2 separate regions of the Hordeum vulgare genome follow, and region 2 is linked to region 1. The links are chromatin contacts, called in public Hi-C maps. All regions are on one chromosome and are shown on one strand. Each heading gives the region's core, a stretch centred on a gene start, on an enhancer-like site or on the middle of the called end of the contact. The rest is flanking DNA. Distances are from core to core; before and after follow the strand shown. Region 1 has its middle 12 kb from the start of LOC123431111. Region 2 holds the start of LOC123428215 (serine/threonine-protein kinase PCRK1-like).

Region 1 (5,637 bases), core at 1,310-3,809:
CTGCTCAACATGGACAGCAACATCTGTGCAATAAGACCTTAAAAAGACTAGTTAGACCATCTCCAACAGTCCCCTAACGCGCGACGCGTTAAAAATGTGTTTGCAGCATGTTGATCGCCTGTTTTGAAGCAGCGGGGAGCGCTGGCTCCTGTGACCGTTGTAAATTTTAGCGTGCGCGTAGCTCCAGTAAACGCGCTAAAATGCAGGACGCGTGAGCAGCCGTCGCTTACCATATGTTGCATTTTGGACACAAAATGAATTTCAAAAATCAAAACAAATACATGGCATAATTGAAATCACACAAACAAGTTCATCATGACATAAATAGTTCATGCCCACAAGTTCAAATTCATGCCCACAACATCATCCAACCAAGTTCAAAATCCGAACCGGAGCCGTCCACCGCCTTGTTCTTCTTCGCGGATACCTTGCCCTTTTTTGGCCGCGTCGTATTTGGGAGCTTCGAGAGGGGGCATGTGGCTTCACGGCGGGCGCCGACGCGACGCCACCCGCCGCCGAGGTCATCCGTGGGGGGCATGAAAAGGCCGCACGCGATACCGGTGCTTGGAGGAGCACCGGCGGAGGCGAAGCCAAAGCTCCCCGCGCTAGGGTTTGCGGCGGCAGCGGAGGGGTCACGAGTCTAGGAAGGGATGAGGGGGGTGCCGGCGCGGCGTCCATCGGGTCAATTCGCCGGCGATAGCGCGAGGCGCGGCGAAGGTGGCACGGTGGAGAGAGTGCGGTTTGAGAGCTCGAGTGTGCGGCGCACGAAAGCGGGCACACCAAATACACAGCGCATGATGACGATTCGGACCGCGAGTTCTACTCTATATGTCACGAGCGCGTTTATTGCGCGTCCGCTGGAGCCTAATTATCGATTGCGCGCGTTAAAAAGGTCAAATTTGCGACGCAAGGTTTATTTAACGCGGCTGTTGGAAATGCTCTTAATGTGTGTGTGCGTCAAGGAGGCCGGCCCACTTTACTCCGAATTTTTAGTCGTTTTGTCACCCTCCCCCCCCCCTCCCCCGAAATGGCGTCTATAAAACAGGAAAATATAATTTATGAAATATTGTGTTATGTGTTTATAAAAGTTCAATATTCAATAAAAGAAGTTCATAGTATATTCAAAGCGTATATTGATAAATCTTCATTGTACAATTTAAGAAGTTCATCATGTATTAAAAACTATAGTTTGAAGTCTGTATTTCGAAAATATTCGTTGTATGCTAAAAATGTTTTATGTGTATTTAGAAAACTGTTCACCATATATTGACAAAAGAACGTACACTGTACTGCAAAACCTGCAAAAATAAAACAAAATAAAATTCTCTCCCTTATAATAAAGCACAGAGTGTTTCTGTCCTACGTCGTGGTCGTTTTGCAAAAAAAACCCTGGAGTTTCCTGAAATCAACTCGCAGTCCGAATTTGAGTGAGAAACGAATCTTTTTTTGTATTTTTATAGAAAACCCCCTGTAGTTTATCGAAATAAACCCACAATACATTATTAAGTTAAAGAACGAATCGTTTTTTCGAATTTTTGTAGAAACCTCCTTCGGTTTTCATAAAATAAACCCGGAGTACATACTTGAGTAAAAAAAATAATCGTTTTCCGTATGTTTTCCAAATACCCCTACAGTTTTTAATTAATTCATCTGTATTTTAATTATAAGTGCAAAGTACTTTAAAAAATCATATCTTTTAAACGGTAACTCGAATTTTACATTATTATATATGAAATTTTATTAGAAAATATGTAGAATCTGAATATAATGTTAGTTTACCTATGTAATTTTTTAATTCTGTTTATAATGTAATTTTAATCAATAGTGATGCACACAATCTAAATACAATGTTATTTTATCTATTTAACAAATTTAAAATTATATTTATGCTGTAATTTTAATCAATAGCGTATAATCCATTTTTTCATAACGAGGCCTATCCATGTTGTTAATAAATCAGCGGTCCAATTATAATTAACAAATATTTTAGAAAATTATATCTTTTAAACTGTAACTTTAATTTTAAATTATTACATATGAACTTTCATTCAAAAAGTGTGTTCAGTCGAAATATAATGTATCTTAACTATTTAATTTTTAAAATTTCAATTTATAATGTAATTTGAATCTATAGTGATGCGTACAATCTAAATATGATGTTATTTTACTTACTTAACAATTTTTAAATTCTATTTATGCAGTAAGCTTAAATAAAGGTCTGAATTCATAATTATTAAGTTAAAACGTGTTGTATGTTTTGCTTCCGTTGCAACACACGGACTCATTTGCTAGTAAGAACAAAAGGCAAGATCTAAAAAGAGAAAATGAAAACCAATTATTAAAAAAAGAATTAAAATACAAACAATGGGACAAATAGAAAATGAAAACCAATTAACAAAAAAAATAATAAAAACACGCACACAAAAAATGGGACAAATTGAAACGGCGGCCCGGCTCTCTTGAAATTCGCATTAGCGAAGGCGCAACTATATGCTACACGCGGATGGCATATAAGGAAAGCCCTATTTGCCGCTCTGTACGAAGCGGTGTCGATGCTTATCAAGCGGAAGGAGGATCGGGCTGGCCCGGTTGCGGGAATGCAGCGCCCGGAAACCTTCTAGAAGTTCACAGTCGGCTAGAAAACTTCTAGGATGTTCCTGAAGGCGTTTTTTTTTTGTTTTTTATTTTTTCTTTATTGATTTTTCTGTTTCTTTTTAGAAAAATGTTCTGGATTATCAAAAAATATTTTTTGATTTTCGAAAAATGTTCTCCATTTATACCAAATTTACTGTATTTTCTAAAAATAGTTCTGGGTTTCAAAATTTGTTCCTAAGATTTATATTTTTTCTTAGTTTCAAAAACAATCCTTAAGTACCAAAATGTTCATGCTTTCAAATTTGTTCAGGATTTTCGAAATTATTCTCAGTTCCAAAATTTGTTCTACAAATTTGTAAAATGTTCATACTTTAAAATTTGTTCGTTTTCCAAATTTGTTGGGGTTTTCGAAATTTGTTCTCAGTTTCAAAATCTGTTGTCAAGATTCTGAAATTGTTTGTGCTTTAAAAAAATGTTAGCGCTTCCAAATTTGTTCATGATTTTCCAAAGTTGTTCTCGGTTCCTAAATTTATTCTGAAAATTCAAAAAGTGTTCATGCTTTAAAAACTTGTTCGTGCTTTCAAATTTGTTCGGATTTTTTTTCAAAATTGCTCTCTTTTCGATTTTTTTGTTCTCAAGATTCAAAAATGTTTGAGCTTCATTTTTCTTCACGAACATTAACGTTTTTCTAAAATTGTTCTCTGTTTCAAAAAAATTATCAAATTTCAAAAAAATGCTGTGCTTTAAAAAATGTTCGATGTTTTCAAATTTGTACAGGGTTTTCAAAATCTTGTTCTCAAGATTCAAATAATGTTCGTGCTTCCAAATTTGTTCACGTTTTTTTTTAAATTGTTCTTGGTGTCAAAATTTGTTCTCAAAATTCAAAAAATGTTCATGCTTTCAAATTTGTTTAGGACTTTCAAAATTGTTCTCCTTTCCAAAAGTTTGTTCTCAGGATTCTCAAAATGTTCATGTTTTAAAAAATGGCTCGCATTTCCAAATTTGTTCACGTTCTTTTAAAAATGTTCTCGGTTTAAAACAATAGAAAAATTCAAAAAATGTTAATGCTTTAAAAATCTATTCAGGCTTACCAATTTGTTTGGTGTTTTTCAAAATAAAGTTCTCAAGATTCAAAAAATGTTTGTGCTTCCAAATTTGTTAACATTTTTAACAATCCCGGTTTCAACATTTAAAGAATGTTCGTATTTAAATAATTTTTTTGCACTTTCAAAATTTTTCATAGTTTTTCCAAATTGTTCTCCTTTTAAAAAATTTATTCTCAAGATTTAAAAAGCGTTCATGCTTTAAAAATTGTTCGCCTTTCGAAATTTGTTAATGTGTTTTCAATTGTTCTTGAAATTCAAAAAATTATTTTGTTTCAAATAAAAGAAGAAAAGGAAAAAGGAAAGAAAAGACGAACCAAAAAAATAAAATAAACAAAGAAGGAAAGAAGTAAAAGAAAAAAACTAGACTGGTCCGGCATAGTCGGGGCGCTCTGTGTGCGGGGAGTAACTAGTTACCGATCGCTGCCTCGGGAGCCTACCAGCGATCGCTCCTGCGTGCTGCCATTTGACGTGTTTATAACCGTCGCCACGTGTTGCGCTCTGAGGTTTTTCTTCGGATTTTGGTTTTTTATTTTTCGCACGCGTTTTCGATGTTCCGAATGGTTTTTTTTTTGAAATTTTTTTCGCATGGTATTTCGTAACATGTCGACGGAAAAGAAAATTTTAAAAAAATTACGCAAAAAGATACGTTTTCTGTTTTTATTTTTTTTGCGAGAGGCACGTTTTTTTTTCGCAAAAGTCACGGTTTTGCCTTCGCTAGAGACACGTACGTGCATTTCGGAAAGTGAAAATTGTGTTTTCTGTTTTTTTAGAGACACAGTTTTGCTTCCGTGAAAGACAAGGTTTTGCCTTTGCGATGCCTCTACCGAAAGAAAAAAAAATGCGTTCTTTTACGAGCGGCACGGTTTTGTTTGCGCGAAAGACACGATTTTGCCTTCAAAAGAGGCGCGCGTGTGCCTCTCCCGAAAAGGGGAAAAACGTGTTTTCTGCTCTCTCTTTTTCCGCGAGAGGCACAGTTTTTCCTTCGCAAGAGACACGACCCGTGCCTTTGAGAAAGGGAAAAATCCGTTTTCTGTTTTTTTTTCTATCGCGTGAGGCATGGTTTTTTGTTCTTTTTTTGAAAAAAAAAGATTATCAAAACCTATCACCATGGTATCTGGTTTTGAAGATCTCGATGCGAGAAAGTCAAGGATGAAAACGGTTAGAGATTTGAACGCACGGTTTAGTAGATAAAAACATTTTGAAAATACGGATTTACGAAAAAGGAAACTTCCAGGTTGCGACAACTGTCACGCATGTAGTGCACATCTGCCATTTGTCGCAACCTGTGAAGGTGAGAAATATTCGTTGAAAGATGTATTCGCTAAGTAGTGATTTCGCGTGTGCCGCGTAGAGGCTCGCAGAAAATGCTATTTAACCCTTTGTCTGAATCCGTGTTTGGGCTTCGCACACAGCAGGAGGACGATCGGGCTAGCCCAGTTACAGCGGTTGCGGTGCCCAGTTTTGGAACCTTGTAGAGGTCCAAGGCCGGTTTTTGGGGACTTATAGAATGTTCCCTAACATTTTTTTTTTATTTTTCCTTTATTCTGTTCTGTTTCTTTTTTTTCTTCTTTGCTTTTGTTTCAAAAAATATTCTGTATGTTCGAAAAAAGTTTTTGGATTTTCAAAAAAGTTCTTGATTTAAGAAAAATTGTTCGGGGTTACAAAATTGCTTTCCTTTTCAAAATTTTGATCTAGAGATTCGAAAAATGTTCGTGCTTCAAAAAATTCTTTGCGCTTCTAAATTTGTTCACGTTTTTTAAAACTGTTATTTGTTTCGAAATTTATTTTGAAATTTTGAAAAATGTTCCGGCATTAAAATTTTGTTCATGATTTCAAAACATTTCTGGGTTTTTAATATTGTTCTCCTTTTCAAACTTTTTTTCTCAAAGTCCTAGAAACTGTTCTCGGTTTCATATATTGTTCTTAAAATTATAAA
Region 2 (5,172 bases), core at 2,345-4,844, 62 kb before region 1:
ACATCTCTTTTCCTACTCCTACTCGTAAGATTTGAGATACATATTATCTCATTTCCTATAAGTTTTCTGTTCCTATGATAATCCTATCCTATGAACCAAAGAAGGCCTGAATCCTGTAGGATTTTTTCCTATGGAATCAAGTGTATTATATTTCATTGGAATCAAGCATCCAGCTCAATCTCCTTTTGTAATTCCTTTGGGGTTTTTTTCGTGGCATCAAACACTCTATGGTAATCCTATAATATTCAAATGGACACTCCACCCAAACCGAAAGTGCTCTTCTGCCCGCGTGCTCACCTCACATGCATGAACAGTAAAATGAAAAAAACATTTCAAAGAAATCTAAAAAAAAATGTAAGAAACATTGATGTTTTTCCCACATGCATGCAAATTTTCATCACCATATGACTTTCGTGGAAAACGCAGAAAAAAAAAACAAATTCGATGCTCCAAGACGCTACAAAAAACTGACTTTTTGGAACATCATTTTTGTTTTTTTCCCACATTATCTACGAATGTCATCTAGTGATGAAACTTTGCACGCATGTGGGAAAAATATCAAAGTTTCTCAAAAAAACCAGATTTTTTGAAATATTTTTCAATTGTTTTTGATTTTACTGTTCACGCGTGCTCAGGTGAGCACGCGGGCAGGACAGCTGCGTCCCACCCAAACCCTCTATTTTTTTCTATTCCTACGTTCTGAAAGTCATACAAATCAAAGAGGATCTCAAAGTGACACTGCTGCAAAAAGGGTGAAAGAACAAAGAGGTATATGCTCAATTTTACATCAAAAAGGAAACTAGGAGGCTGGGAATTTTTTTCTAATAATGATGGTTGATAGGCTAATCACTGATTCATTCACCGAGTCATATTCTATAGCCATATCATATCCACACACAATTGGAACTGCACACTAGGACTCTTCTTATAGAATTGATCACTCAAGATGACAGCACTAACACCCATACTGCCATACTAGCTAGGATTAATTAGGATCCTGGAAAAATCTAATCAATCACCTCAATTAAACTATCTCACTATCAGCACATGAGGGGCCCTTTTCCTCTTCCAGCTCGCCACTGACCATGAAACCCTTTCTTGCCCTCCAGCTTCAGCTTGGAGCTGCCTCCCTCCTCCCTGCCACCACCGCTGCTATAGTGGTGCAGCGGAGGAGCACCGGCACCGGAAGCAGCTGCGCCATCGACGTCGACGGCCTTCTGCACCATGTCCAGCACGTCCCCCATCCTGGGGCGCGCCTTGGGCAGCCTGGCAAGGCAACGGTTGGCGACGGTGACCAGCTTCGCCACCGACTTGATGCTGTAGCGGCCCTCCAGCTTCGGGTCCACGATCAGCCTCAGCCTGTTGGTGTCTGAGATGTACGGCTTCACCCACTCCAGGAGCTTCTGCTCGCCCCTCGGCCGCTCCCCGTCGATGGGCCGCCGCCCGGTGATGAGCTCGTAGAGCAGCACCCCGTAGCTCCAGATGTCGCTCTTGGCGTTCAGCCGCCCCGTCTGGATGTACTCCGGTGCCGCGTACCCCAGGGTGCCAACCACCTACACATACATCAATTCCATCGTACATTTCATGATCCATTTCGTACTTCTGACCTGTATCTGAATCAATTTTTCATCTGGTACAAAACATATTGTATCTGAATGCACAAGCTTCATTTTCTTACCGCTGTGGAGACGTGTGTGAGGCCCTCCGTCGGGCCTTCTCTGGCCATGCCGAAGTCTGACAGCTTCGCGTTCCAGTTCTCATCCAGCAGGATGTTGGACGTCTTCAGGTCCCGGAAAATTATCTGATCAACGCAATGTTATAAATTCAGTTCATGCTTTCCTGCAGACCGATCTTCAGCTCAATTCATTCGGATGGTTGAAGCTTCAATCCAAGCAGAGAAGAAGTACCTGGAAATCCATGTCTTCGTGCAGGTACTTGAGTCCCCTGGCGGCGTCGAGAGCCACCCGGAGCCGCATAGGCCATGACAGGGTCGTCCCGATCGCTCTGCCCGACAGGTGGTCGTCGACGCTCCGGTTCGGCATGTACTCGTACACGAGCAGCCTCTGCGCCCCTCGCTCGTCGTCCTCGGCGCAGTAGCCCACCAGCTTCACCAGATTGGGATGGTCCACGATGCCCAGGACGTTCACCTCCGTCAGCCACTCCTTGTGCCCCTGTCGAAGATCAAATCCGCCACCATTAATTTTACAGAGCGACCAACGAGCAATGCGCATATGTAGTTGGTGGAGTGTCTTGCTTCTTGCCTGAAGCCCGTTCCGGTTGAGGTGCTTGACGGCGACCTCCATCGCGGGAGGCGTTGTGACGTCTTCGGGGCCGGCGTCGACCTTGATGGTGCCCCGGTACACGCACCCGAAGCCGCCCTCTCCGAGCATGAGCGAGCGGCTGAGGTTGCGGGTGGCGGCCCGCAGCTCGGAGTAGGCGAAGACCCGGAGGTTGGCGGGCCTGTCGGCGAAGCTCGGGTACTGCTGCGGGCGCTGGATGGAGTCGGCGCTCATGTCGGAGGCGTTGATGGAGCCGGTGAGGTCGGAGCCGGACGGGGCGGTGATCGTGGACGACGTCGCGGTGCTCATGGACCGCGCCGAGGCCGCGTTCGGGGACACGGGATTGGGGTCGAAGCGGTCTTTCTTTTCTTCCTTGGCCGCGTCGCCGCCGTGGAAGCAAGGCGGCAGCCACCACATCCTCGCCGCGCCGACCTCCGGTGGACAGCGGCGATGGAGCACTGACCGGTCGATCAAGATGCCTGGACAGTGTGAGACCGTGTGAATTCGGCGGCATGATAGTCAAGAAAGCTGGTGGACGATGAATTGGTATTGGTACTAAAGAAGGATAAAGTAGCTTAGCCGCCAGGCACCAAGTCAAGGTTTACTCCAACAAACACACACCATTAAGCGGGTACAGTATTATATTTTTGCACGATCTAGGGCGCGATCTAGGGAGAGGGACATGATTGATGATGAACACAAGCAAGCAAACAAACCAAATGTATCATCAATTCTGTACATGGTGAATGAATCTAACAAAAAAAAGCTGCTACTGTTCCTATGGTTGGTAGCTTCAGAATCAGACGCAACTGCACATCGGATTGAAGAGTGGAGTAGTGCACCGTAGTCCGTAGGAGGAAGAATAAGCAGAGGGGAAAAAAGGGACGATCTCCTCCCTTCCTCCTGGCAGAAGAAGCAGAGGAGAGCAGAGCAATTACTACCAAAAAACAGAGCAGAGCAGAGCATAGCAGGGGACTTCATCCCCTCACTCCATGCCAATCAAACCAAAGCTGGAGCGGACACAGGTTGCTGGAGCAAGATCAACAAAGTAATCAACAGCGTATAGTGGATTACCTCGGGGGCCGGGCAGCAGCGCTGATGATCCAACGGGGAGAAGGTTAATTTTACTTGTGGTGACCGGCTTGCGGGGAAGGGAGACGAAGGTAGAGGAAGAACAGGTCCTCCTCCCTCTTACGATCCGTCGTCCAGCGTGTTACTTGTAGGGTTTGAGGATGTAGGGTGGTGTTGTGTGGTGTGGGGGTTGGAGGTTGGAAAGGGATGGATGAGGGGAGGTGAGGGGAGGGGAGGGAAGAAGACACCTGCCGCTGCGGCCGGTGTCGCTGTTGCTGTTGACGACTGACTTGTTGAACTTGACTGACGGCAGGCCACAGTCCGGCCAGCTAGTCAACACAAACCGAACGAATTCCACTCGCCGACTTGTGTACAAACAAGCAAAGCTGCGCCAACCGCAGATCCATCCGACGATCAATCATGGAAAATTCCTTTTCTTAAATAATTAATTTATTATTCCATAAGTGGATATCTCTCCCTATATAATAATAAAGCATCGATGGTTTTTTGCAAAAAAAACCATTGTTTCTTATAAATCAACCGGCAGTCCTTTTGTAAGTGAAAAAAAATGTTTTGTTTTTGTAAAAAAGCCCTCGTATTTTATCGGCCCATACACCGCTCGAGCTCCCTCCTGCCCGAGCTCCCCTCGCGCTCGCAAGCCGCCTCGCCGGTGACCCCACACCTCCGCCACGCCCCGTCGGACCCCCGACCGCTCCGCCGCCTCACCCCTCTCCCTTCTCCTCCTTCCTCTCAATCTTCTCTCATCTCTCTCTCTCTCTTTCTCACAAAACATAGACATCCAGGAGGGCCATGGCGCCGCCGGACCTCAATCTCGCCGGATCTGCCCGCGTCCACGCCAAATCCGTCGAAAATGGATCCACCCCAGCGAGATCCTCCCGGATCCGACCGGGCCCTGCCGTCGTCGCCACCTGCACGGCCGTCCCGCTCGACCTGCAGCGCCGCCGCCGCCTGTCCTTGCCCGCCTCTGCACGAGGATGAAGCCTTTATTCTCAGATTCTTGATGCTGAAATTGCTGCGCCATCTTCCATTTTCTAGAGAGATGTTTCTTTGCTTCATTTTCATTTGAATGTGCCGATGAAGAGTTGAAGCTGGAAGAAGCCCAACTATGAAATAATTCTGAAGACCTTTGGATCTGTCTCCAAAGTGTTGAGCTTAGTAAGAGATGGCACAAACTGTCACCTTTGAGTGCAGGTTGCACGAGAGGAAGCCATCATCAGGTGGCATGAAGCACCGGCCTTGGCCACGTCTTGACCAAGGTGGGTGGTTGTGTTCACAGCATGCTTTGACTGCAATTATCTAAACAAAATCACATAGTAATCTTCTGTACAGATTAATTATTTATGATCACTGCAATCATCTCAGCACAATCACATGCTAATCTTCGGTAAATTACATGATGTGCTCTTGTACAGATTGATTATTTAGTTAATCTTAATTTTGTGGTGAATCATCAAATAGTGCCTAAAGATTCAAAAACATTTTTAGCCTTTTTTGAGCAATTAATATGCACCTTTGTTCATGGCCGGGAGGTGATTTTGATCTTCTAATTACTTCTTCTAGGTTAGGTTTTTGTGCTGCTGGTCAAAAGTATGTAGGTATGTATATGACTGACTTAGAATCTTAGATTTGTTTTTCTTGATGCGCATTGTTAGAGTAATATCCATGCGCTCTATTTTTTTTATTCCGAATTCCTTCATGCACCACCGTATATGTTTCTTGTGATTTTCCACAATTTATGTTCTTGCTATTTTTAGTTCTTGATCTGGATAAATGAAGAAGCGGTTAAAATTTTGTACATGAA

The links. Hi-C and Micro-C count contacts between places; a contact is called where the count stands out from the background.
Region 2: a contact with region 1 is called in a Hi-C map of leaf, with 4 times the contacts expected there. The contact joins the promoter of LOC123428215 here to the enhancer-like site in region 1. A contact is called at or near these places in 3 of 6 Hi-C or Micro-C datasets (leaf and seedling).

Annotation. Positions count from the first base shown.
Region 1 is chr2H:639,977,548-639,983,184 of MorexV3_pseudomolecules_assembly, reverse strand. No RefSeq gene overlaps it. Among protein-coding and RNA genes, the nearest start is that of LOC123431111, 12 kb to the right of the region's middle. Within about 2 kb of position 2,559, at least 1 of the 3 cell types and tissues checked has open chromatin away from gene starts, as enhancers often do. A contact at or near this core is called in leaf, where this site is marked.
Region 2 is chr2H:640,040,857-640,046,028 of MorexV3_pseudomolecules_assembly, reverse strand. LOC123428215 (serine/threonine-protein kinase PCRK1-like) reads right to left here and starts at 3,594. Exons shown (of 6, transcript XM_045112400.1): 1 at 3,354-3,594; 2 at 3,090-3,182; 3 at 2,262-2,758; 4 at 1,908-2,171; 5 at 1,679-1,801; 6 at 754-1,553. The coding sequence starts at 3,096. The coding sequence ends at 1,041.